Linked DNA regions of Triticum aestivum: region 2 is linked to region 1. The links are chromatin contacts, called in public Hi-C maps. All regions are on one chromosome and are shown on one strand. The core of a region is the stretch at or near the end of the contact, and the rest is flanking DNA. Distances in the headings are between cores, read along the strand shown.

Region 1 (4,144 bases), core at 856-3,355:
CATTTATAGCAACCACAAACAACATCTGTAGTGGCCATGCCTTGAATAAAGAGCCGCAAGAAATATGTAGACAGGTAAATGCAGATACAATCTTGTCGTTTACGAAACAAACTCACAAACTCATGTTGTTCGTAGAATATAGTGTACTAAGTAAATTTCCAAGTTCTGGTCATGCAACATAAGTTATATAATATGTGAAAGTACAATCAGCAGAGGTATCACACTAGCATTCAACCTGTCATCAGAGAGATTTAGAACCACAGATAGGATACATCTCGATTTGACATGAAAAAAGGGAATCAAATGAGAATGAAAAAACAGACCATAGGAAATGAAGCGATTAGGTCAATAGGCACCCATCCTTGATCATCCATACGTTCCCTCAAGTATGTGTCGTGGCAAAGATTATTAGTGCTAACAAGAAAAGAAATGAAACAAACAATTAGCATAAAAGAGACAATAACTCCTCAAGAATTTTCAAATAGATTCACTACCTAAAATAGTGCTCGATCTGCAGCTGAATGTCACGTTGGAGATTAATTTGATCTTGCTGAAACGCCAATGGCTGCATTGGCGGCCGGATAAGATGCATGTTTTGAAACTGCTGCTCAACTTGTGTGACATAGTAAGGATAGGAGGCTTGTAAATCAGCTGCAGATTGCCACACCAACCACATTACATCAAAGAGAAGAATTTATATCAAAGGATGACACGGGATGAACTGACTTACCAGGATACGGAATGGGTTGAACGTATGGCACAAAAGGTTGTGGCACCATGAAATGGGCAGCAGCAGGTGATGGCGGTGGTGGTCGTTGAAATGGACCAGGCTGGTAGTAGCCCGGCTGCTGCTGCTGCACTGGCAATGTACGGGAATAGCCCCTTGGTGAGAAATTACTCCCTCTTTCATGGTCACGGCGATTCCGACCGCCACGACCACCAAAGCCATTGCTATTACCACTACCATGTCGGGCATTATTGTTCCAGTGGCCGCTGCCACTACCGCCGTTATATCTGTTGCCCCCATCACCGCTGCCGGTGGCATTGTTGTAGCTGCCACCACCACGACCGTTGCCATTCCAATTGTTACTACCGAACACTCTCCTACTATTGTCAATACCTCTGCCACCAATGGCGCCGCTATGAACACTAGAATTCAAGTTGTTGCCACCACTAAGACCCCCATCATTCCAGTTACCATCACCACCACTACTGCTGTTCCCGTCACTGCTATAATTACCGGTGCTCTGGCTATGAGTGCTCACATTGCCATCGCCGCCCCCTCCATTGTTACCACCGTTACCACCACCATGCCGAACTAAAATTGGCTGGCTAGTGCTGCCGTTCTGCGGCGACGAGGCCGTGGTGGTGGCACTGGCACTAGGAGGAGGAGAGGTAGAGGCAGGGCCTGGACTTGAGGCAGCGGATATCGGAGTAGAAACTGGTTGTAGCTGCGGCTGCGGTGGCACCAGTGGCACAATCGGATCCTCCTGATTTCATCCACAGATTCATTCATCAGATACAAAAAAAAAAAAAAAAAACTCATCGGGTATTGCTGAAAAAAAAACTAAATACGGGAGATGGCTTGCTAGATGCATAAGCAAAGAACACGTGTGAAGTTGATGGCGAGATTCAGTTACCGGCGGGGAGGGGGCGGAGCCGTCGGAGAGGGACTTGAGGGAGTCCGACGAGGAGGACTTGGGCCAGGCCCGCGCGGCCGCGTCCGCGAGCGCCGGCCAGGACTCGTCGCCGCCCATGATGCCGCCGACGGGGGCCGGGGGCGGCGGCGGCACGTTCCACGCCGTCTTCCTCGCCGCCGCATTGCCGGGATCGGCCCCTTCCGCCTGCGCGGCCGGATCGCGCGGGTTCACCCGCGACGGGGCCTGGGGCGGCGCGGCGATCGCCGCCGGCGCCAGTCCGGCGGTGGCCGCCGGTTGCGTGGGCGCGGCGCCTCCAGCGGCCGGCGACATGGCAGGGAGAGGCGGGGCGGCGGGGGCTGGAGTTCCGGAGGGGGGTTTTGGATTGCGATTTAATCGGGAACGGAGGCGACGAGGGGGAGGAGGCTGCAGGCAGGGTGGAGGGGGCAGCGGCTGGAGGGACTAGAGAGGTGGTGGGGGGTGGAAAAATGGGATGGAGCCGGAGGGGAGTTGAGGAGCGGCGGCGGTGGAGGGTAGGTGGGAAGTTCTAGGGCAACCCGCGGGGCATTTCCGGGAAAAGGCACGCCCTCCCCTCCCCAGGACAGAATGATTTTGTTGTGCGTATTTCCCAACTGTCGCCGCCGCGCTCCTGAACAGACAATGGCCGTGCTAAGACTGACACATCACACATGTTACCAGATTATTTTACTTCTAAATTTTAAAAAACAATCTAGTATTTCACTTGTAATAAACGAAAAAAATGGAATTAGCACGTCACCTCATGTACGTACTACTATTAGGAGGAGGAGGAGTGCCGTACGTGCATAGGATATGCGTGCGATTTATCAGCAGCGTGGCACGCTTTGCATGACCACCCAGCGACTCTTCACTAGTAGTAGCACTAGTACAGTGGTAGTATGTGGACTGGCTAACAGTTAACCGGTCCCGGCTTCAGACCAGGAGATCGTCTCCACGCGCTGATCAATACGGTCGTGTAGTGTTGTTCGACTCTGTGTTTTGTATGCATACGTACGTGAGCAGTGAGCGGCGGCACGACGTGGACCAGCTGCCGTTTCGTCCCACCGTGCGTACGTGTTTGACCCTGAGTTTTGTATGCACGCCATTAACCAGCAACTGAAGGCGCCGCGCAGACTGTCGCCGCGGCACGCGCCCATGGCCTTCTTCTCGCCCATGCGGCGTCTGTGTTATGGCGGCAGAAGCTAGGACCACTTCGCCGCCTGGCACCGTAAAAAATGTAAAGAAAACGGTCTGTAAACCCGTGGAACAAACCAAAAGGAAAACTGTCACCGTGTGGTGACTGGCCAGTGAGACGTGACAGATAGATAGATAGAACTCCATGCTGGCACGACTACTTGCTGATCACACGACCCATGTTGTTTGCTCAAGGCATCGAGGCAATCGCTGCATGCATCCATCCAGTGCAGTTGCCAGCCAGCAGCAGGTTCCTTCCTTGTGGTTTCCCCCCGTGTCGCCTGCCAGGCCGCCAGCCAGCCAGCAAATTCCGTTTCTTTTCTCCGGGAGCGTGGGACGTGGACATGGACTGGCTCGGGCAGGAAGAAATTGCAACTGCCGATCCCGGGATGGCTTGGAGATTTGTTGATCTCCCGGTGCACGTTTGCGCCGTCGATCGCTGGTTCGTGCGTGCATCCATGCATAAATCTACGTACCTTTTGGCTGCCGAAAGGAAGGAGGACATGCCCGGGCCGGAGGAAATCGGGTCAACAAAAGTAGCAGTCGGGCTCGATCTGATTCCGACGCATGTTGACCAGCGGTATCATCCGCTTGCATTGGCATAGCCACGTACGTAGCTAGCTTCTTTGACATCTGCACTACCTGGTTCCATTTTTTGAACAGAAAGTCGATGTATGTCTCGATCTTGTCTCGCCATCACCGAGGTCAGGCATACCGTGTACGTCCGGCAGGGTCATTCCACGTCGGTCCAGGCGCTGCATCTGCATGCTCGCATGGAAGCTCGTCTCACACTGGCACGTGCCGTAAAAAGAGGCCGTAATCCACGACTCCAGACCTGTTGTCTAGGGCGGCATCGAGGCAGCCATTGCATGCCAAGCACTGCCCCGGCCAGCAGCAAGTTCCCCGCTGTTTCGTCCGTGTCTGTCCCCTCCCCTTGCCGGCCGCCAGTAGAGATTTGTTCTCTTCACAAATCTGGACACCGACCGATCGAAAGGTCCAGGAAACCAGGAATTACTCCGAGCAGTACGTAGTATAAACATAGGTCTCCGCAGGCTTGGATGATCTTCGGCTCCGGATCGGTCGGAAATTTGTTCGATACGTTGCTAGATAGATACGCACACGCTGGGTCGGTGGGCCGGTTCGTGCGTGCGTGCGTGAAGCCGAAGCCTGCTTTCAAGTGCGCGCGGAAAGGGGGAGAAGAGGAAAGAGGAAAGGCCACCAAGTCGATCGGCCGGGTCGGGTCAACAAAAGTGGTTGGATTCGATCTGATTCAGATTTCAGAGCCCCGGGCCCGG
Region 2 (4,144 bases), core at 1,129-3,628, 38 kb after region 1:
AGTCACGGTTTTGCTTCCGCGAGAGGCACGGTTGTGCTTTCGCGAGAGTCACGGCCGTGCCTCTCGGAAAGGGAAAAACAGAACGCGTTTTCTGTTTTTTTTTCTTTCGCGAGAGTCACGGTTTTGCTTCCGTGAGAGGCACAATTGTGCTTTCGCGAGTCACGGTCGTGCCTCTCGGAAAGGAAAAAAATACGCGTTTTCTGTTTTTTTTTCTTTCGCGAGAGTCACGGTTGTGCTTTCGCGAGAGGCACGGTTGTGCTTTCGCGAGAGTCACGGTTGTGCTTTCGCGAGAGGCACGGTTGTGCTTTCGCGAGAGTCACGGCCGTGCCTCTCGGAAACCGAAAAAATGCGTTTTCTATTTTTTTTCTTCCATGAGAGTCACGGTTTTTCTTCCACGAGAGGCACGGTTGTGATTTCGCGAGAGGCACGGACATGCCTCTTTTAGAAAGGAAAAAAAACCATGCTCCCGGTTCGATTTTTTCGTCTGGTTTTTTTTTTGAAAAAAAGTTCGTCAAAACCTATCAACATGAGATCTAGTTTTGAAGATCTCGACGCGAGGAATCCAATGGGGAAAACGGTTCGAGATTTGGACGTACGGTTTAAGAGATAAAATGTTTTGAATAAACGGATGTACGAAAAAAGGGAAAACTCCCAGGTTGTGACAAGTGACGCTGCATGTGCGCCACTTGTCACGACATGGGAAAATAGAGTGCAATTAGTACTCCTTAATTAGTGATTTCGGCGAAGGAGTGCTCGTCAACTAGTTGCTCTCTATAAATTGGGCCATATATCCTAATGATTTTCGTCAGCCTTCTAGTCAAACCGAGAGAGAGAGATGAGGTTCCGTTTGGCTGGGCTACAAACACCGGCCCAATTGCAAGGCTTGTCGTGTTCTTCCTGAAACGGGCTCGCTGCGACTATTTATTGCATTGGGCCAGCCCACGCGTGTGCAATTAATAAAGGAAAAAGGTGAGGAGAAATGGAGACGCGCAGGATTCGAACCCTGCCTAGGCTCTCATGAGTGTTTCTGATGTAGGGCGGTAGTTCTTAAGTCTAAACGAGCCTGGTTTTTCCATTGTTTTTTTTTTTTGCTTCTTTTCTCCGCATCTTCTCTCTTTTTATTGGTTTTTTCTTTTCTTTCTTTTGATGTTTTTTTTAATTTTATTTGTTTAATTTTGTCTATTTTATTTTTCTTCTCCTTTTTAAATATTTATTGCATTTGCTTCTTTGTTTTTTTCTTTGGTTTATTTTATTTCTTTTGGGGTTTTATTATATTTTTCTTATTGCTTTATTCTATATTGTTTTGTATATGTCAACAACATTTTTCTAATACATACTCAACATTCTTACAATACAAATTTAATTTTTTTTGATACATGGTCAACATCTTTTATACACATTTAACATTTTCCAATTTCTGGATTAAGATTTTTGAAATACTTGTTCAACATTTTTTTATATATGTGATATGTTTTTTTCATTTTTAAATAGATGGTCAACATTTTTTATTTACACATTTAACATTTCCAAATGCTTGATTAATATTTTGAAATACTTGTTCAACATTTTTTCAAATGGTTCATTAACATGTTTATAGACATGATCAAAAAGATTCATCATTAATTTAATACACGGTCAACATTCTTTATATACACATTTAAGATTTTTTAAATGCTTGATTAATATTTTTCAAATACTTGTTCAACATTTTCTCAGATGGTTAAATAACATTTTTATATACATGATCAAAAAGATTCATCATTTATTTCATACACGGTCAACATTCTTTCTATACACATTTAACATTTTTTAAATGCTTATATATATTTTAAAAACTCTAAAAAAACATTTAAAATATGTTGAACAAGTATTTGGAAAATGTTGAACAAGTATTTGAAAAAATGTTAATCATGTATATAAAAATGTTAATCAAGCATTCGAACTAAAAATGTTGAAAAAGTATTGAAGAACTATTTGAAAAATGTTGAACAATTATTTCAAAAAAATCTTGATCATGTATATAAAAACATTAATCAAGCATTTTAAAAAATGTTGAACAATTATTTGAAAAATGTTAATCAAGCATTAAAAAATATATTAAATATGTGTATTAAAATGTTGATCATGTATTAAAAATGATGAAGTTTATTAATCATGTATATAAAATGTTAATCAACCATTTAAAAAAATGTTGAACAAGTCACCATCAACTTAAAAAAAAATCCAGCATGGTCTCTGTCCTTTTTAATGAGGATATGGATATGCACGGTCTCTGTCGCCGCGTGCTGCGCGTGCCGAACGTGCTTTGCGCTACCGCCACTCCACGCAACGGGACGGAAACACGGTAGCCTTGGCGCCGTGCACCGCGATCGAGCCGCTTTGGCTACGAACTACGGCGTGCCGCCTACGTACGTGTCTGAACGTCGCGGCCTGTCGCTGTGGTGTAACTTCTTTCTTTTGCGTACAGATGGTAGATGGAAATCACTTGCGCGTGGTGGCGTGGACAGGGATTAGGGAAGGAGCTGGCTTGGGGCGCATTCGTCCACACTTTGCTTGCGCGCGACATGCACGCACGCATGTCCTCTCGTTTCTTACCCGGCTCTCTCTCTCACACACACACACAAGCGAGCTTGTTGTTTTGGGCCGCATTCGCGCATTGCAGTTGCAGTTCTAAACCAGAACTAGAATCATCTCTCTTTATTACGCAGGAAGAGAGATGATAAACCAGCGTGGTTCTCTATTTCCTAACCATGAGTCGTGAATAACATGTGCTCTTTCTTGAGAGGGGTGATTAACAATGGTACATGTTTGCAATATGAAAAATATATAAATTTATGACGTCTACATCATAGACTCGTTCATGCACGTAAACTATACATATTCACCGGTGCAGATGAATCTGTTCGTTTCCACACGTTGCCTTTCATGGTCAATCCCATAGTGTTGATTGGGTAGGCAGGCAGTAGCGCCCCCAGCTCCGGAGAATGTTGTCCGAAGGATCGATCCCGGCCGGGGCGGTGCTCCCTCACGCTCATGCAGATGGTTGGTTCTAATTATTTTTTGACCATGGAAATGAAGGGAGCGCCCCCACCAACCAGAGTATGTGCGTGCCCACAGCGCCGACAAGACAAATCTAGGGAAGATCTCAAGGGAGTGACCACCGGATGGCAGACGACTCACGCGACCTGTGCTGGGCGGTGCACCTGGTCTCTGACCTCCGTGCGCCGGCTCTGCTCGTTTTCCGGCGAGGAATCCAGCTCCGACGAGGCAAGTTGCGGCGGCTGGTCCTTCTCAATGATCGAGGGGTTCACGTTGATGAGCGGGCGGTGCGCGAGAGTGAGACAATAGGTGAGGGCACTCAAGTCCATTTCCCTTGTCACATATCATTGGTTGGGCGGCTGCAGGGTGCGGCTTGGCATGTTGCGGAGTTCGAGGAGGGGAGGGAGGCGGACCGCCATGGCTGTCGAGCTTTTAAGGCTGGTCAGGGGAGTCAGGTGTATTCCATCCCCTCTCCTCTCGACGAGTGCGATTCCCCTCCTCCATACCCAAAATCTCGACCAAAGCTAGGGTTTGATGGCGCACTGGAAGCTGAAGCTCGAAGCCAGGATGTTGGAGCTTGCGAGAGGCAACAAACTGAAGATGGAGAGGATGTGGGAGATCCTCTCTTGGTTCGTGGAGAGAGAGGACATGCAAGCTGTCGTGGCAAGGGCGTTCCGCATGCTCACTCAGGAAGAGGACCTCCACCTGTCCCCCTATGGGCGGGCGGTGGGCTCTCTGAAGATGCTGCTCTGAGCGTTGGAGGAAGCTACCTCCGACAATCCATGACAGATGCGGAAGTGGAGATTGTTCAGATGTCACTGCGCCGCCCTGGCGGGGTCATCGGAGATGGTGGTGGGAGCGGTCATGGCGCTGCCGGCTTCGCTGCTGGGGTCGAGCGTACGGCCGATGGTGACCAGTTCAGATTCGGAGGCAGAGGTGGACGAGGATGTAGAGGTGGGGCAGAGGGTGACGATGGCGGTCCCTATCAAGAGAAAGAAGGCCAAACGACGTTGCGTCTCTTCCTAGGAGGTCGCCGCGCTTCCCTCGCCTGTTCAGCTTCGCTCGCTCCATGGCCATGGAGTAGGGGTGTCGCTGGCCAGTGGCC

The links. Hi-C and Micro-C count contacts between places; a contact is called where the count stands out from the background.
Region 2: a contact with region 1 is called in a Hi-C map of leaf, with 9 times the contacts expected there. The contact joins the enhancer-like site here to the promoter of LOC123122407 in region 1. A contact is called at or near these places in 1 of 5 Hi-C or Micro-C datasets (leaf) and 1 of 1 datasets of contacts at active chromatin or transcription factors (leaf).

Annotation. Positions count from the first base shown.
Region 1 is chr5D:429,320,404-429,324,547 of IWGSC CS RefSeq v2.1, forward strand. LOC123122407 (la-related protein 1B) reads right to left here and starts at 2,106. Exons shown (of 7, transcript XM_044542599.1): 1 at 1,641-2,106; 2 at 731-1,490; 3 at 495-651; 4 at 324-414. The coding sequence starts at 1,970.
Region 2 is chr5D:429,358,018-429,362,161 of IWGSC CS RefSeq v2.1, forward strand. No RefSeq gene overlaps it. Among protein-coding and RNA genes, the nearest start is that of LOC123122407, 38 kb to the left of the region's middle. Within about 2 kb of position 2,379, at least 1 of the 8 cell types and tissues checked has an H3K27ac peak or open chromatin away from gene starts, as enhancers often do. A contact at or near this core is called in leaf, where this site is marked.